Regions from separate parts of the Mus musculus genome. Here region 1 is linked to region 2. The links are chromatin contacts, called in public Hi-C maps. All regions are on one chromosome and are shown on one strand. Each heading gives the region's core, a stretch centred on a gene start, on an enhancer-like site or on the middle of the called end of the contact. The rest is flanking DNA. Distances are from core to core; before and after follow the strand shown.

Region 1 (4,790 bases), core at 1,425-3,924, 110 kb before region 2:
CAGCCCCATGTTTGCCTCCACGTATGTCTCAGTCTTGGGCTCGACAGCAAGCTCGGCTTCCAGAATCTTCTCTACAGGCATGTCCTCGTTGGCACTGCTGGTGGACTCCACCTCGTTCTCATTCCGGTCCTTGCCCCGCTGCCGCTCCTCCTGCACAGCTGTAAACAGGAGACAGTCACCTGGGCTGGCCGGCCCCACAGTTCCTAGGACATCCCCCACATGCTTAGGGCCAGCCTAATACCTGCCTGGCCCTTGCCAGGATGGCTGTATACCCTGAACACACTCAGCTAATTATATAAATACACCAGACCCCATCTGAGCTAAGGGCAGATGGCCTTTCCTGGAGCTGATGGGTCACAGGAATACTAACAGGGGATTTCAAGACGATGGTGGTCTAAGATGTGGGAAAACCCAAGAAGGCTTCCTGGAAGAAGTAGGAATGGGCCTGAAGGAGGAGTAAAATGAAGAAACCAATTCACTGGAACAACGTATAAAAGTACGCAGGAGAGTACAGGACGTTCTCTTGATCAGGGGCAGGATGGGTGACTGTGACAAACAGGTGACCACTGAGGTGATGACAGTGGTCATCCACAGCAATAGACAGTCACACTCAGAGACACACTGGGCAAAGGTGAAGGCACCCAATGTCCCATGCTCTCCATCCTTGCCTCTGCCAAGAAGCACTCCGACCTCACACAGCCCATAGCTTGGTCCCCTTCCTCCATGATGCCACAGGCCTTGGGACTGCCCACCCTGCTTCACACCCCAGACAAGAGCCCCCATATAGCTGTGAGCAGCCTGGCTCTCATGGAAGGAAAAGAACTAGTGGGGTGGGCAGGCTGACCTCTGGGAAGCAGGTCCAGTGCAGAGCCTCAGGTGGGAGCAACAGAGTGAGCGTGCCTTCTCCTCCCACCCACCTCTAACAGCTCCTGTGAACCTACTCTATTCTGTTCCTGCCTGGACAGCCAACATGCCCCTCTCTCCATTCTGGGTTCCTGCAGCAGGCGAGGTGGAGACCTGGATGACCTCCTCTCCAGACCAGTGCCCCAGGAGGGCGCCTTTCAGAGAGCCCAAGGGTGTGTGTGGCCCAAGGGATCTTCCTGGTGCTGCTATCTCAGGACCTTGGTCAGAGCTCTCCTAACCCTTGAGTTCCCAGATGGTAGAGCACACAGCTCAGCAGCATCAGGAGCTCACGAGCAGGGCAGCACCAGCCTCCTGCTCTACAATCAGACCTACCTCCTGGCCTACAACCTCCTTGAATGGCTTACAGAGTAAATCACAGGGCCAACAGGAGGGCTGAAGTGGGGAGGGCTGAAGGGGGGAGGGCTTCATAGCTCCCAGCAGCCACCTCCCAGGGAGGAGACTTCTCTCCCTGCCCATCTCCCCTCAGTCCTCCCAGGATCCCACTGGGCTCCCTTTCTTGCCACAGCTCTGCATCGATTCTGAGTGACATTTTTAATCCCCTGGCTACCGCTCCTTGCTGGGCCCACCAATACCATTGCGCTGGGGTTCTCCCACGTTGGGGGCCAAGCTCCCCAAACCCAATGACCTGGTTGTAGCAGAGACTTTCTACCTGTGAACAAGCCAAGGATGGGAGGCTGATCTGACGCCTGCAGAACACCAGCTGGGCTGAGGAACTGGGCAGAGGCTGGTGTTTTGCAAGCTTGGCTCTTTTGGAAAATCTGACAGCAGGTTGGGGCTGGTGTAGAGTTGAATGCCATGGGCAGATGGTGCCCAGTCTATGGGGGCTGCAAAAGGCTGCCAGACTCCATCCCTTCCCAGCTGGGCTTCTACAGGCCCTCCATGTGGCTGCCAGTGCATCTGTGTTAGGGTCACTCCACAAGTCACTGAGGGCTCTGGCCACTCAGCCCACCAATATTAAGCAGCCCCACTGAGAGACACCTGAACAGACCAATTGTAGCCAGGGTCAGGCAGCCACCCTATCCCAAAGCCAGATGACAAAACTCTTCTTCCACCTCAGGCTAGGACAATGTCAACTCAACAGCCTCACCTTCCCAGATGGGAAAAACAGACTCTGAGGGCCAAGTGCCACAGCAAACGGCAGGCTCTGGAATGAGCGGTATACCTTGAGCAGATGTGGTACTTTGGGCAATTCCTCTAGCATCTCTGTGTCCCACTTCCTGTAAAATGTCAATGCAGAGTCTGCCCTTCAGGGGACCCTGAAAGAAGTACCTGAGCAGGCTGGGCCCCACCCTGCTGGCCCAGTTTCATTCCCCAGTAAGGGACTTCCTTGCTCACAGAGACAGCCTTGGGATATGGGAAGCCCAGAAGGAGGCAACCCAGAAGGCAGGCCCTCACCGCAGCCAGTTATCCCTGAGAGCTTGGCCATGGGCGGGTGAGGGGCTCCTCACACCTGCCTCCCATGCGGGGGCAGCTGAGAATTAATTAGCAAATGTTTTGTGAAGCACTTTGAAGCCTCCAAAGGCCCCAGCAGCTCAGGGCGGCATCGTTATAAATATTATCGTTTTATTTATAGACAGCGGAGGGGGCAGAGGGAGTAGGGGATTTATGTTTTGCCAGCTCAATCACCTTTTAGACACACTCATGTTTGACTTATGCTCCACTGGCGCCCGGAAGCCTCGGGCGGGAGGCGTCTGTAAATACAGAGCCTCGTTATCCTTCCAAGCCCGCGCAGGCCTTGCGGGGGAGGTGGCTGCCGCAGACTGAGATTCCCTCAGCCTGCTGGTGGTGCCTGAAGCCTGTGGTTCAGCCCTCCCAAGATCCAGATGCAGGCTGAGCAGGAGATGACCCTCCTCCAGCACACCTGGCTCCCACTTAGGACACACAGTCAAAAGTGGAGTGTTTGGGGTACTGCTCAGCCACTGGGCACAAGCAGAACTGAGGGACCTGAACAGGATATAGAGGCAAATGGCTATCCCAGATCCTAATGCTTCCCAAGTTTGGGGCTCTGCCAGAAACTGTGGCCTTCCTCTGTCCCCTTAAAAGCCCAGAGCTGGGCCTTGGAATAGGCAGGACCAGGTTCTATCAACACTGGCCTTATTGCCCCTTCTGAATACCCAGGCAGTGTTGGACGGCTTCTTCCCAAGGTCCCAAGCTCAGGGTATGATATTCCCTCCCTCAAGGACAAGTCTGGGGCAAGTCCCAAGAAGAGTGAAGACACAGACAGGCATGCATCATGCACAAACAACACAAAAATACACAGTGGTCACCATGCTCCAACCTCACTACCAGCTGAGCTTGAGCTGTCTTCTGCTCTGTCCCACAAACTGTTTACTGAAGCCCCATGTTCAGATGGAGACACCAGGCCCAGAGAGGTAAAGACCTAAGCCCAGAGAAACAACTAAGGTAGGGCCATTTCCCTATAGCAGAAATGGTGGGTACACCCCTGTCTCTGTCTGTCTGTCTCTGTCTCTGTCTCTCTCTCTCTCTCTCACACACACACACACACACACACACACACACACACACACACACACACACGAAACTGCCATTTCCGCACCCAAGTGCTCCAGAGCCAGAGAACAGGGTGCAGGAAGCTAAGAGAGTCAGGAAGGAAATGCAAAGAGGCCTCAGGGGAAGGGAGCTGAGGATGGGGTGTGTAGTGTGCAGCCTCTCCAGCCTGCAGATCATCACACTTGCAGGGCCCCCAGCCCTACCACCACCTGCCCCAGCCAACAGGTCCAGGCCCAGCCTGAGAAGGGCACTGCCTACCCCCAGCTGGGGAATGCTGCCAAACAAGTCCCCGTGGCTGCTTGCACACGCAGGCCCCTGCTATTGCCCAACATAGATGCTATCAGCCTGCAGTATCCTTCATCAGCCTGAAGACAGGGTGCCTTTCCCAGGGCAGGGCCACCCCACAGGGAGACACAGCCTTCTTGTGGTCAGTTCCCTCCTCACAGCACCTCTACACCCGTCTCGGTTCCCTGGGTTATGTGTGACCAAGCCTGGAAGACAGAGATCATTAGATTCCAGCTCCAAGGCTTAATGACTGCTGCTCACCGGGGCTGGGTACCTGGGGGCTGAGCTAGCACGGGAGCCGACGGTGCACGTCCTGCGTTCTCTGGGCCAAAGGCCCTGTGTTGGCAACCGGCCTCACAACTTCTCCAAAGGCTGTCAGACTATTCAACTCTTACAGCCAACAGCCCCACCCACTACTCATAGAACTCTCCTAGTGGTTAGCCCAGGAGAACAGAAGGAATCAAATATTAATTCAGTCTGGGACTGGTCCAGATCCCAGGGTGGGGTGGGGGCAGTGTCCAATACCTAAAAGCAAGTAGAAGTAGGGACCAGCTCTTGGGAATCCTCAAAGACCCCTGCACAGTGGGCTCCCAGGATACTCTAGGGCCAACCATCTCAAGAGCAGGGCTGTGGACTACGGCCACAGGCATTGGGAAATAGGATAGGTCTCAGGTAGGCAAGAAAAAGTCCCTTCCCCCAGCCAAGGACCAGACATGGAATGGCAGTGCCCACCGGGCCTAAGGACCTCCAGACATCTTAGAGCTGCCACACAGATATACGTGCAGCCCAAGGGGCCAAGTTGCATGGCTTCTTTGTTTAGGGCAAGACAGAGCTTCACAGGGCTTATACTGAATACTCAAAAATCCAGCTGGAACAAAGAGGCACGGGGGTGCATCTCTCCAGTGGAATGGGTAAAGCATTTCTCAGGTGTCACACAGTGTAGCCCAAGGAACAGAGCGGGCTGCAGTGGAGTTCTCTTTTCTGCACCCCACTTCTACTTCTGTGCAAGACAGGTAGCGTTAGGCAAAGGCATGGGGGGACAAGGACTGGAGAGGGGGTGCTCAGTGCCC
Region 2 (4,201 bases), core at 949-3,448:
GAAATCCTGTCTCTGAAACACACACACACGCAGAGAGGCTAGAAATGAGTCAGTGGTTAAAAGCATTGGCTGCTCTTCCAGAGGACCAGGGTTCGAGTCCCATCATCTACGTGCCAGTCTGTAAGTACAGCTGCAGAGAATCTGATGCCCTCTTCCAGCTTTCACCTGGGACACAGACATATAGGCGAATGCTCTCACCTACAAAATAAAGAAATCATTTTTTAAGGAGAAAGGAGTGGGGGATTGTTAGACCTTTGTTCTCTGACAGGTCTGCTGGGCTGGGGGTGAGCTCTGGAGCTGCTCACCCCACTTCCTGGTCTGCTCCATTCCACAGGCCAACACCAAAAGGCCTTCTAGGTTCCAAACCCCTCCGAACCTAACACTGATGCCCCATGGCTGGCCAGGACAGTAGGCACACAGCTAGGGGGAAAGAGAAGTTTCGTCTCTGGGAGTCCGGCCAAAGCAAGTCTGCTGCTCTTGAGTTTCCTCCTGGGCCCAGACAGACCCATGTAACTGCTGCCTGCTCGCTCTGAGGACTCAGTCCCCCTGTGGAGAGGCAGGCCCCTTTGTACCTCCACCTGGCAGAGCGGGAGGGAACAGCTTGGGTCTTGCTCTGGGCAGGGGCAGGAGAGGTCTCTGCTTTATAAATCCCCTGGGGTAAGCTCCCCCATCCCTCTGCCTAAGCACAGCCTATCTCTGGCAGCCAGGGCCTTGATCCCAGGTGTGAGACTGTCACCAAGATAAAAGAGACATAATTAAATTCCAATCAGCTGAGTGATTTGTTATCATAATGTAATATTTCCCTCCAGCCCCTGACTCCCACAGATCAGTCTCCATCAGGCCTTCCAGGTGGGGGGTCCCTGCCTGTTACCCTGGGCCCAGCTGCTGGAGGAGCCCCTGGAGGGGGTGTCCACCCAGCCACACACATCCCTCCTCCAGTACCAGGCCCTGAAGGTGATAATGAAGTCATTTTTCTGAGGAATAGTCACCTGGCAGACAGCCTTATCTGGCTAATCGAGCTGGGAAGGCAGGCAGAAGGGAGGCTCAGAGAGGAGAGAAAGAAGGCCTGTCTTCCCGGGGGCATAGCGGGCAAGATAGGTGGGGTCAGATGGTGTGATCTGCCGCCAGCTTGCCCTGTGGCCACACGGGTTGACTTAGGCAGGATCTTCAGCAGGGGCCCTGGCCGACATAGCTGTGGGCAGCGATACTGCCTCAAGAAAAGAGCAAATAGAAACGGTGGTGAAATGCTGTCTTTGGGACTGTGATAACTTGCAGAACCACCATAGAAAGTCTTACAGGGGCGTGTGGCTCCTGACAGCATTCACTCATGGATCCTCTGAAGGACCTTTGAGGAGTGCTTGTCTGTTGGATTCATTTTCTTTTCCTTTTCCTTTTTATTTTTCTCTTTCTCTTTCTTTCTTTCTTTCTTTCTTTTTTTTTTTTTTTTTGGTTTTTTGTTTTGTTTTGTTTTTTCGAGACAGGGTTTCTCTGTATAGCCCTGGCTGTCCTGGAACTCACTTTGTAGACCAGGCGGGCCTCAAACTCAGAAATCTGCCTGTCTCTGCCTCCCAAGTGCTACGATTAAAGGCGTGTGCCACCACCACCCGGCCTCATTTTCTTTATATCTGTGTCTCACATACACAGAATTCTGGTGCCACTGGACACCCCAGGGTACAAACACAAGGGATTCTGTAGTTTCTTAACATGGAGACCCCTGCAGAGAGCTGGAGGCTGAGTTCCTTGTTGTTCACACACTCACTGGTCTAGCGCTTTGGTTTCCTCATGTCTGCCTGTTGGGGTCAGAGGTCATAGTACACTCTCTGCAACCCTAGGCCACTGGATCACCTCCCTGGGTCCTCAGTTTCTTCATCTATGAAATGACTGTCATCATCATAGGTTGTCTGAGGACAGAGGCCCTGGTGTGTCTGGTATAGAGCTGGCTTGTCGCAGCGCTCATTGATGGTGAACAGCATCAGTGAGAAGGAATGATCTGGAAGAGGCAGGGGTGGGAAGGGGCAGTTTGTTTATACCTTTCTGCCTCTGTGGCTTCCACATTTGCTAAAACGAGCCTGTTGACTTTCAGGGGTGGGAAGCACAGGCTGCGTGTGGCCAGCTTGGCAGACAGGAGGGGTGAGTGGGCAGCTACCAGGCAGTTGGCCCAGGCTCCCTTGTAGGCAAGTCTACTCAGGGCCTTGCACTCAACACATGGAGGGAGGAACTGATGGCAGAGGCCAGCAAACCCTGGGGCCCATCCCAGATTGGCATGTGCAGGGTGGCCAGTTTCACCTCAAGCTCCCCCTCTCAGAGTCAAACTGTTTCTACATGGAGGGGCACACTGATGAAGAATCCCCCAAATTCCAGGAAGGAAGGAGGTCCCAAGAAGTGTGGGAAGTTTCTGAACTTCCAGGGTCAAGATGAGGCTCAGACACATTGTATCAGCCAGAGGGGTCTCTCATAGTTAGGCGGCTTCTGTCTGGGCCAGGTCAGATCCCAGCACAGACCTCCAGCTGGTGCTGGTGCTGGGCTCTAGGGGCCAGGTCACTTCTGAAGAAAAAGAGAGAAAGATCCGTATTTGGAGTCATGATAGGACACAGAAGGACCTTTCCTTCGTCACCACCACCCCCTTTTTGAGACAGGGTCCCATGTGCCCCTAGGCTGGCCTGAAATTCACTATACAGCCAAGGACAACCTTGAATGAGTGCATCCTACTCCCTCCACCCCCAGAGGCTGGATGGCAAGCACACACTGCCATAGCTGGTTTGTTTGATTCTGGAAATGAACCCAGAGCTTCCTGCGTGTTTCTCACTGAGTTACATTCCCAGCCACAAATGTGACATTATTTAACACACACACAGCCCCAACCACATGCACTGGGGTGTATGTGTGTGTGTGGAATCTCAGTCTGGTAGGGCTTCCCCAAGAGTTCCTGAGGCCCAACCACTGGACAGGCAGCTGCCCAGAGGACTGGGCTATGACATACCCATTCTGGAACATATCTGAGAACCACTGAAGCTGTGAAATCAGATAGGGACACTCAATACAGATAGTGGGGCTTCTGGACCGTCTGTGGCCAGATCACCTCTCCAGGAGCTGCGTGCCTATGAAGGGCAGAAAACAACCCCCAGCAAGCCATACATACCAGAGCACCCAGAGCTGTGCCCCTAGACCCCATGCTGGTAAAAAGTCAATTCCAGCCCTGTGTAGAACACTGGAAGAAACCAGGCATGTTTGAGTCCCTCTACTGGTACATATAACCCCAGTGTGAGACCCAGATGTGGATGGGCCTCTGTACAAGCCTAGAGAAACTTGGGTCTCCAATAATAACAGCTAGGTTAGTGCTGTAGTGCAGCCCACATGGGCTACCTGCAATCTATTTCTCTTGGCTTACTGGGAGAGTTGGGAACCAGTTTCAGTGGGAGCATAACCCTGGTTGATTAGTCATGTCTGTCACAGGTACAGGAAAGGGCTTGACAGCCAGAGAACTATCTTCTGACTATCTCCCAACATTGTTCTCCCTACCTGCTGGTGTGGGCCCAAAGCATCTCTCCTTTCCCATTAGAAACACCTATGTCTCTCTCTGAAGCCTCTGTGACACAGGCTGTCACCCCTAAGCCAGCCATACATCTGTTGGCCTGCTTCTGTGTCTGGCTATCCATCTGTCCCTTCATCTGATGGCTTGGTCATTCAACAAGCCCAAGGAATGGTCTATTGGGTAAAGGTGTTAGAAGGTGACCAGTGACTTCCAGGCATATCCGCACTTGAGGATCTTCAGATCCTTGCTGTTGAGTATCCTTGGCTGTAAACATGATTCTAGAGCTGGTGGGATAGACTGAACCCACAGAATGTCCCAGATAACCAGATAGCTGGCTCTATGAGGACCCTGAGCTCTAGGTAGGAGCTTCAGTGGGAAGGGGTCTTCTTCCTTCCAGGGAGGGGCAGCAAGGAGACAGAGTATACACAGGAGGTACCTAGGAACGATATATGTGCAGAATGGCCCAGGAGATGATCTTGGTATAGAACCCTGACCTCCAATCAGCCTGGCCTAAGTCAAGTTCACCTCCCTTCTGCCACCCCAGGGCCACTGCTAAATATCTCTAGGCTTCATCGTCCTCATCTGAGAAATGGGGGGTCATCCTCACCTTGTGGAAGCAAGGAGGCACAGAGTGGGACACAGGCAGTAGGTAAGAAGGTTAGAGTCCCG

The links. Hi-C and Micro-C count contacts between places; a contact is called where the count stands out from the background.
Region 1: a contact with region 2 is called in a Hi-C map of cerebral cortex, with 2.1 times the contacts expected there. The contact joins two enhancer-like sites. A contact is called at or near these places in 3 of 484 Hi-C or Micro-C datasets (cerebral cortex, hematopoietic stem cells and liver), 7 of 115 datasets of contacts at active chromatin or transcription factors (embryonic hindbrain, embryonic stem cells, epiblast stem cells and 1 more) and 3 of 9 other capture datasets (adipose tissue, embryonic stem cells and liver).

Annotation. Positions count from the first base shown.
Region 1 is chr2:27,743,980-27,748,769 of GRCm38.p6, reverse strand. Rxra (retinoid X receptor alpha) reads right to left here. Exons shown (of 10, transcript NM_011305.3): 5 at 1-158. Among named protein-coding and RNA genes, the nearest start is that of Rxra, 69 kb to the right of the region's middle. Within about 2 kb of position 2,674, at least 121 of the 459 cell types and tissues checked have an H3K27ac peak or open chromatin away from gene starts, as enhancers often do. A contact at or near this core is called in cerebral cortex and liver, where this site is marked.
Region 2 is chr2:27,637,763-27,641,963 of GRCm38.p6, reverse strand. No RefSeq gene overlaps it. Among named protein-coding and RNA genes, the nearest start is that of Rxra, 37 kb to the left of the region's middle. Within about 2 kb of position 2,198, at least 12 of the 459 cell types and tissues checked have an H3K27ac peak or open chromatin away from gene starts, as enhancers often do. A contact at or near this core is called in cerebral cortex and liver, where this site is marked.